2 separate regions of the Mus musculus genome follow, and region 2 is linked to region 1. The links are chromatin contacts, called in public Hi-C maps. All regions are on one chromosome and are shown on one strand. Each heading gives the region's core, a stretch centred on a gene start, on an enhancer-like site or on the middle of the called end of the contact. The rest is flanking DNA. Distances are from core to core; before and after follow the strand shown.

The links. Hi-C and Micro-C count contacts between places; a contact is called where the count stands out from the background.
Region 2: a contact with region 1 is called in a Hi-C map of cerebral cortex, with 6 times the contacts expected there. The contact joins two enhancer-like sites. A contact is called at or near these places in 1 of 39 promoter capture datasets (the C10 cell line), 13 of 15 datasets of contacts at CTCF or cohesin (CD8 T cells, the G1E-ER4 cell line, the NIH/3T3 cell line and 6 more), 317 of 484 Hi-C or Micro-C datasets (2-cell embryo, the 3T3-L1 cell line, 3T3-L1-derived adipocytes and 153 more), 47 of 115 datasets of contacts at active chromatin or transcription factors (CD8 T cells, the HPC-7 cell line, PVALB interneurons and 28 more) and 6 of 9 other capture datasets (adipose tissue, embryonic stem cells, embryonic tail and 3 more).

The regions. Positions count from the first base shown.
Region 1 is chr13:43,586,421-43,590,556 of GRCm38.p6, reverse strand. No RefSeq gene overlaps it. Among named protein-coding and RNA genes, the nearest start is that of Rnf182, 27 kb to the left of the region's middle. Within about 2 kb of position 1,961, at least 20 of the 459 cell types and tissues checked have an H3K27ac peak or open chromatin away from gene starts, as enhancers often do. A contact at or near this core is called in cerebral cortex, where this site is marked.
Region 2 is chr13:43,724,746-43,728,710 of GRCm38.p6, reverse strand. No RefSeq gene overlaps it. Among named protein-coding and RNA genes, the nearest start is that of Gm20751, 9.9 kb to the right of the region's middle. Within about 2 kb of position 1,465, at least 3 of the 459 cell types and tissues checked have an H3K27ac peak or open chromatin away from gene starts, as enhancers often do. A contact at or near this core is called in cerebral cortex, where this site is marked.

The DNA of each region.
Region 1 (4,136 bases), core at 712-3,211:
ACTAGTCATACAGAATGCTGATAAATCAAAGTCAAGTGACTTAAGCTGATAATAATAGATTGTGTATTTTAAAAGAGCTAAGGGACTATACTATTGATGTGTCCTTACGACAACATTGACAGCTAACTAGATTAAAGAACAAGCGATATACCTTTACATACTCAGGTCATACTTTGCATACATAGGATGATGTCTTATTATAACCCATAAATATAGACATAATCATTTATTTGTAATGCTATCACTAAAAACTATTTTGCCAATCCAATCTTACCCCTTTTTGTAATCTTTTTTTTTAGGCATATACTGAATTTTATTTTTTTTATTTGATATTTTCTTTATTTACATTTTAATAGTTATCCCCTTTCCTAGTTTCCCCTCTGAAAATCCCATTTCCCCCTTCCCCCTCCCCCCTCCCCCTGCTCATCAACCCACCCACTCCTGGCATTACCCTATACTGGGGCATAGAACCTTCACAGGACCTAGGGCCTTTCCTCCCATTGATGACCAACTAGGCCACCCTCTGCAACATATGCAGCTAGAGCCACAAGTCCCACCATGTGTTTCTTCAAGGAGTTCTGGCAGTACTGGTTAGTTCATATTGATGTTCTTTCTAATGAGAGCATCTCATCACGGAGTCTTATCCTGGCTCACCACCATCCTGACAACTGCAGCTTCACACCAAAAGGACAAAGAGGGAAAATCTGGGGAGCAGTGGGGAGCAGTTTCATTAAGGGTGAGTTCTCCCCTTCACTATTACTCCCCAGCAAGTCAAAAATGCATCATCACCAAGACTGCAGGACTCCGCAAGAGAGCATAAGGGCACCTCCCTGCTCCAGAATGAGCTTGCCATTCGAACGATGACTGAAATCCGTGCTGAGGGAGAAAGATTCATTTCTTTCTCAAACTCTTTAGGATAGCGAGATCTATTGGGAAATGACTGAAGCTGCTCTAAGGAACGAAAGCTACATTCAATCTGTCATATAACTAATTTATTATAATATCCTTACCACAATTAAAATCTGCTGAGCCTCGGGTCCCTCCCCCTCCCTTTAGGATCTTGAACTATAGCTTAGTATCAGAGCACCTGTTTAGTATGTAGGAAGCCCTCATGCATTCTGGTATAAGTATATGTACATATATGTGTGTGTTTGCACACATGCATTAGTGCACACACATGCCTTAGTGGAATTGGGATTAGAATGTAGCCACTAGCCATTTTCCCCTTACTACTAAGTGCTGAATACACTCCCCTGTGATTAACTGTTTATTTAAGACATGACTTTTTGTAATGGAAAAATATTTTACCCCACCTAGCTTTCAACCCCAGTCACTCTCGCTGCTTCCCAGGCTACTGAGGTGTGAGCAGGCAGCTGCCACACGTTTCTGCTGCTGTCCACCGCGTGTCTTCCTACCCCTTGAACCACGATCCGCCATTCCTTCAGTTGCTCTTGTTGGGTATCTGGGCACAGTGACAAGGAAAGTCGCAAACACGGGCCCATGGAAAAGTTTCCCCAGCTCCCAGCCCAGACGATTCAAACACTGTCTTCTCTATCTTTGGTCCCAGGATCAAGATCAGTGCCAGAAACAAACTCAACAGATATTTAGTTGATGAATGCTGGAAGTAATAAACCTAACAAGGGCTTAATAAAAGTGTGTGTGTGTGTGTGTGTGTGTGTGTGTGTGTGTGTGTGTGTGTGTATGTGTGTACGTGTGTGCTTTAAGGGCACCTCTGTTTCCACGCCGGGCTTCAGAGTACTTGAGCCCTGGTAATTCCTGGGTTTCATATGTTTTTACCTCAATAAATATACTTTGGCTGAAGTCAGATTTGGCACAGGCTATCAGTCCAAAATTGGATGCAGAATTTAATTTTAAAATTGGACTGCAAGGCTCCTCAGATTCCTGGCACAGTGCACACAGGGCCAGCTATGATTAGCCAATGCCTCGTAACAGAACAGCTGGTGGCCTCTATAAGTGGGGGAAAAAATCACCTAGAGGAAAGCAGGGCAGCGCAGATGCCAGAGGAGCCAGAACCTTCCAGGAGCACTGAAATGTCTATGCCCTGATTACCCAAACTACCCTAGATCCAGAGTCCACTTAAAACATGATACAAATTTTAACTCATTTCAAATCTATTGACTGTTAGATTCTTCACCTCTTCTTGGGTAAAACATAACTAAACTATGACCTAACTTCCCTGAGCTACTCTACAATCTACCATCCAGGCCCAGTCAACCATAATCCTCCTTGCCTTGAAAGAGTAGCCAGGTAACGTGAGATACTAAACGTAAGCCCTACAACACGTAATATCCTGTATGCCTGTGGGCCGTGCTGTGTGCCAAGCACAGGGGCTCCGTTTGGTAGAAAGGAAAGAAGTCAACGAAGCAGTCACCTACTGGAAAGGAAGCCCTGAAGTCGAAATAGGTTCTGGATATTTTTAACAACGCAAAGGCTCCAAAAACGAACCCAGGGAAAGAGAAAATAGGTGTATAAAGTGGGTCACAGTGGCTGGATGTCATCTGGTACTCTTTACTGTGAGTTTTTTCAACTACAAAGGATTATATAAATATCACCCTCCTGGCTGGTAATGTCTTCACATCTTTTCTTCATGAGTCATGCCGTCCCCCAGAGAGAAACTTCTTCACTCACATTTAGTTTTAAATTCTCCCTAAGAAAGACTAGAATTTTCAGTATGTATAGATGCTGAATAAGTTGCCTTATTGGGTATCCTGTCCCTGGAGGGTCTCAGACAAGCACTTTCAAAACAGATTTTAAGGGTGATGTGGATGTGGTTTGTTTGTTTGGAGAAGAAAGAAAGAAAGAAAGAAAGAAAGAAAGAAAGAAAGAAAGAAAGAAAGAAAGAAAGAAAGAAAGAGAGGGGGGAGGGAGGGAGGGAAAGGAAGGGAGGGAGGGAGGGAGAGAAAGGAAGGGAGAAAGAAAGGAGGAAGGGAGGGAGGGAGGGAAAGGGAGGGAGGGAGGGAGGGAGGGAGGGAGGGAGAGAAAGGAAGGAAGGAAGGAAGGAAGGAAGGAAGGAAGGAAGGAAGAAAGAAAGAAAGAAAGAAAGAGAGAGAGGGGGGAGGGAGGGAGAGAAAGGAAGGAGGAAGGAAGGAAGAAAGAAAGAAAGGAGGGAGGGAGGGAGGGAAAGGAAGGAAGGAAGGAAGGAATAAAGAAAGGGGGGAGAGAAAGAAAGGAAGGGAGGGAGGGAGGGAGGGAGGGAGAGAGAGAGAGAGAGAGAGAGAGAGAGAGAGAGAGAGAGAGAGAGAGAGAGAGAAGGGGATGGGGGAGGAGGGAGTGTGGCTGTTTTCCTATATAGCCACAGCCCAGAACTGACCTCATCCTTCGGGGAGTGCTGAGTCAGCATGGCCAATCCCCAGGGCCTGAGAGTAGAACAGGATTTGGTCCTGTTGTGGTCATTTGGATTAGAATGGCTCCATAGGTTCACATACTTGAAGTCTTGTTCCCCAGTTGGTAGAACTGTTTGGGAAGCACTGGAGGGGCGGGGGGGTGTCTTCTTGGAGATGTGGCTCTGGGGCAGGCTTTGAGGTTTCAGAAGCCTGAGCAGTTCCTAGTTAGCTCTCTCTGCCTCGAGGTTGTGGATCAAGATGTGAGCTCTCGGCCATCCCTTCACTCCATCATCATGGATTCTAACCCTCTCAAACTGTACAACAAGTTAAATACTTTCTTTTATAAGTTGGCTTGGTTATGGCATTTTATCACAGCAATAGAAAACTACCCAAGACAGAGCCTAACCCAAAGGACCGCAGAATGTGACTATATTCGAAGAGGGGAATCTCTAAGTAGGCAATTGGGTTAAGAATGAAGCCACTGGGGCTGGCGAGATAGCTCAGTGGGTAAGAGCACTGACTGCTCTTCCCAAGGTCCTGAGTTCAAATCCCAGCAACCACATGGTGGCTCACAACCACCCGTAATAAGAATGCCCTCTTCTGGTGCATCGGAAGTACAGCTATAGTGTACTTATGTATAATAATAAATAAATCTTTGGACTGGAGCAATCAGGGACTGAGCGAGCAGAACCGACCGGAGCGAGCAAAGATTCTAAAAATTTAATTCCCAACAGCCACATGAAGGCTCACAACCATCTGTACAGCTACAGTGTACTCACATAAATAAATAAA
Region 2 (3,965 bases), core at 216-2,715, 140 kb before region 1:
ATCCCCTGGTACCTTACCTTCTATACCACAAGGGATGTGCACCCTGCACTGCGAGCAGAAATAAACCTTTCCCCAGTTGGGCTTTTTCTTGGTCACAGCAATGAGAAAACTCATGAGTCTAGCAAGAAAAGAGAGCTAACCTGCCTACTAGGAGGTGCACACAGCAGAGCCTGGGTCTATTCGCTGTTCTCAGAGTAGAGAACAGTGGCAGCAAATAATAGGTGTTTAATGTATGCTAAACACACTGCATGGTAATAAGTAGTTTTTACCTTTCATAGATGCAGTGAGGACTGAATCTTTAAATGTATGTACTGTTTTACAGACTCGAGGTTTTTATGACTTTATTCATCACATTCTCTAAAGAACATATTGTTTGGGATTCATCTTTTCATTCCTCTGTCAAATTTCTCCTTCTAACCAGGAGCATCTCTGCAGACGTGAGCTGTCTACACAGCCACGATAGCAAGAGCTATCAGGCCATGGCACCCTGTACTCTTTCAGAAGCGCTGGCTCACTCTGCAGGTCCTCTGGTCTCTGTGACTCTGCATCCTCACCTCGAAACACAGTGGCTCATGGTTGGGACAAAGTGTATGCTCAGAGAGAACACAGGGACATATGATCACTTAATTTATTTTCAATGATGTGTACCAGGCCAGTGGGACTGGGCCAGCTGAGCTACCACCCTTGAAGTTCAGAGGCAAACACAAAATGTGGATGTGTTTCTGGTGGATGAATGAACCTGCTTTGTGGTGCAGCATTGAGCAGGTGAAGGGGGGGGGGGGAACGGAAGGGAGGGGGAGGGGGAGGGGAAGGGGAAGGGACGAAGAAACCTTTGTGGGCTAATCTAGGAAACTGCTGTTTTCTCAACCATTTCCTTAAGCATTTAAACACAACTCAGGAGAACAACACTGCCTGTTCCATTTTAAAACGAAATCAGAGGTGGACCTCTAATCCTAGCATTTGGGAAGTTGAAGCAGGACTATTATTGCATGCCCCAGGCCATCCTGGGCTACATAGGAAGTTCAGGGTCAACATGGCTCATAGCAAAATCCTGAATCAAAATCAAGGAAGGAAAGAAGGAAGGAAGGAAGAGAGGGAGGGAGAGAGGGAGGGAGGGAGGGAGGGAGGGAAAGAGGAAGGCAAGCCCATTCAATTAGCTAAGTCTAAATGCATCGTCTATGTCATGGTGAATACTGGTTAGCCTTCAGAGATTCAAATCCTGCTCTACTTATCTTTGTTTACTTCCCAATTTGTTGAAGTCTTTGTTGAATTAACTAAAGAATACAGCATAAAAAATTAATTTAAGTCCAGTGAGGTAAGGTCCCTGTAACCAACCATATGTCTATTAACAAGCACACTTCTGGGCTCTGTCTGTCTCCAAGTGGGAGGACCACACGAGAGCGATCCACATGGCCTGGCCCAGAGGTCATGTGATGTTTTCTTCAGGCACAGTGCCACCCTCTGCCTCTCCCCCACTCCATTGCTGGCAGCTCCCCATGCTCTCTCCCACTGAAGTGTCCCCTATGTGTCGAAGACGTTCTTGGCAGGGCCTCCAACCAGAGGAAAAGTTGGCCCTTGTGAAAGATCTATATTAGCTTTCCGGAGAAACAGAGATGTCTGACCGATGGAGAGACCACAGAGACAGCCAGTAATTAATCTTCACGGAGCTTCGGATTCTTGGCACAAGCTTCACGAGCTGGCATTCAGTGTGCATGTTGACAGGACTCCCTGATTCCTCCACACGTTGGATAAAAGGTAGACGACCCTAAGGTGAGAGCAATTAGCACAGTCTACAGCCCGGATCTGCGGGATCCTGAGCACAGGACTTCAAAAGGCCTCAGGTTCCCCAGAGCAGGTGCCGAACAGCAGGAAGGTCAGTACCTGAGCAGACATGGGGATGTCTCTTTCATCAGGTGGCAGAGCCATCTCCCAGCTGACTGTGTGGGGGAAAAGCTACCGTTTGGCTTTAGCATAATAAAGTCCCTTTACTCCTGTATCTTGTGTGTAGTCTTGGGTGGGGAAGGCAGCCAGTGATCAGGGTTCATCCATCTCTTTAATTCTATTCCCTGTCCCAGACCCAGAAAACGGAACTCACAGGAGACAGGACATCGGATCTTTACAGGTGACCCTTATCTCCTAGGCCTATCTGCAAGTACTTCACAGTAGAATAGGCGGGCCAAGATCCCTTAGAGAACAGGGGATGCTGGGACTAGTGACCCAGAACAGGTATATGGTTGGATGTTAAGTCAAAGATGGCGCCTGAGTTCCCAAGGCATTGCTTCCCAATCACATATTATTAGATTAATGTGTTTAGGCTCAAAGGGTTTATCCATTTCATGTGTGTGCTTATGAATGAATGTGCATGTGTGCACCACATGCATGCATGCATGCATGAGGCCTTAAAGATCAGTCAGAAAGAGGCATCAATGGATATGCTGGATCCCGAGGACAGATGGCTGTCAGCTACCACCTGGATTCTGGAACTGAACCTGGGTCTCCTGGAAGGGAAGTAAATCGAGTTTGTTTGTTTGTTTGTTTGTTTTTACCTGCTCAGTCATCTCCTTGGCCACTACAATTAAAAACGTAACAAAACAACACCCATTTCATCTTTTCACCCATTTTTCTAAAAAAGCAAGATTTTCTAGCGTGATGTCGACATAAGCTGTAGACCCAGGTGAGCGCTGAGTACCCACTGATTATCTATGAATGTGGGTCATTATTTTGTCTTTCTTCAGGGAAGTCATTGGGGGCAGGGTCTGTGTTCTGACCACTAGAGGGCAGCTAAGAGCAAGACACGGGTCTGAGATGCAGCATTTAGGAGGAATGACCTCAGGCAGAGCAGAAACAGCCCAGCCCTTGTCAGGTGAGCGAGCCATACACTTCCTCACACACTTCTGAGTAGCCTTTTATTACTAAGTTGACATTATGCCATAAGAACCCGATATGCTAACATAAGAATGCTATGTGAGAACGGAATTCTGAGCAGAGACTTGGTAGTCAAGCTTAAGAGAAGATAGAGATCAGTATGGAAACAAAACCAACACAATTCTCTCGGGGCTTATCTGTGAAGCGGAATAAATCATTCCCCTGCAGAAATCAGAATTCAGTTGCGTCTCACAGCCTGAAGAGAGTTCATTTTGAGCGTGTTCCTGGCTGACCCATCTTACTGAACCACCTGGCGATTTGACCCATGAATCCCTCAGCTGTTGTGGGTGTGCTATGGGTTCCATCATGGTTGTAGTTGGAAAAGCTGATTTTTCACAGGCAGGGAAACTGTTTTTTTTTTCTTTTAACCACCTCTAATCTCCAACAATTAGCCTATGGTGGTCATTTTTGCATTGCTCTAACACACACCCTACGACAGCGATTCTCAACCTTCCTAATGTTCCTCATGTTGTGGTGACCACCCCTCCAACCATAAAATTATTTTTGTTGCTACTTTCACAACTATAGTTTTGCTACTGTTGTGGATCGTAATGTAAATATTTGTGTTTTCCAATGGTCTTAGGCAACTCCTATGGAAGGATCATTCAACCCTGCAAAGAGGTCAGGACCCACAGGTTGAGAACCCCCTGCTCTAAGGTGTCATCTCTCCATCGTTTCAATGTCCCTGCGGTAACTGAGGAGCCTGAGTATCTTCCCAGGCATCTTCACTGGCCTGCCCTTTTCTTGGTGCAAACTGAGTGAATCCCTCAATGGTGGGCACTACCACCTCTCTCCCAGGGTTTCTGCTAGGGGCTTACAGGACCGCAGATGTTGAAAATAAACAAAACAAAACAAAACAACAACAAACCCCACATAGCCTACGTCCACACCAACAATGTTTTTCAAGTACTTGAGTACTTTCTATTGTCCCTGGGCAATGTCACAACAATGGAATTTAAGCATCTTAATTGGCTCTGGGTTTAATTTCAGAATCAAAAAAAAAAAAAAAAATAGGATGTCTGGTTCAATAACCTGAGAAG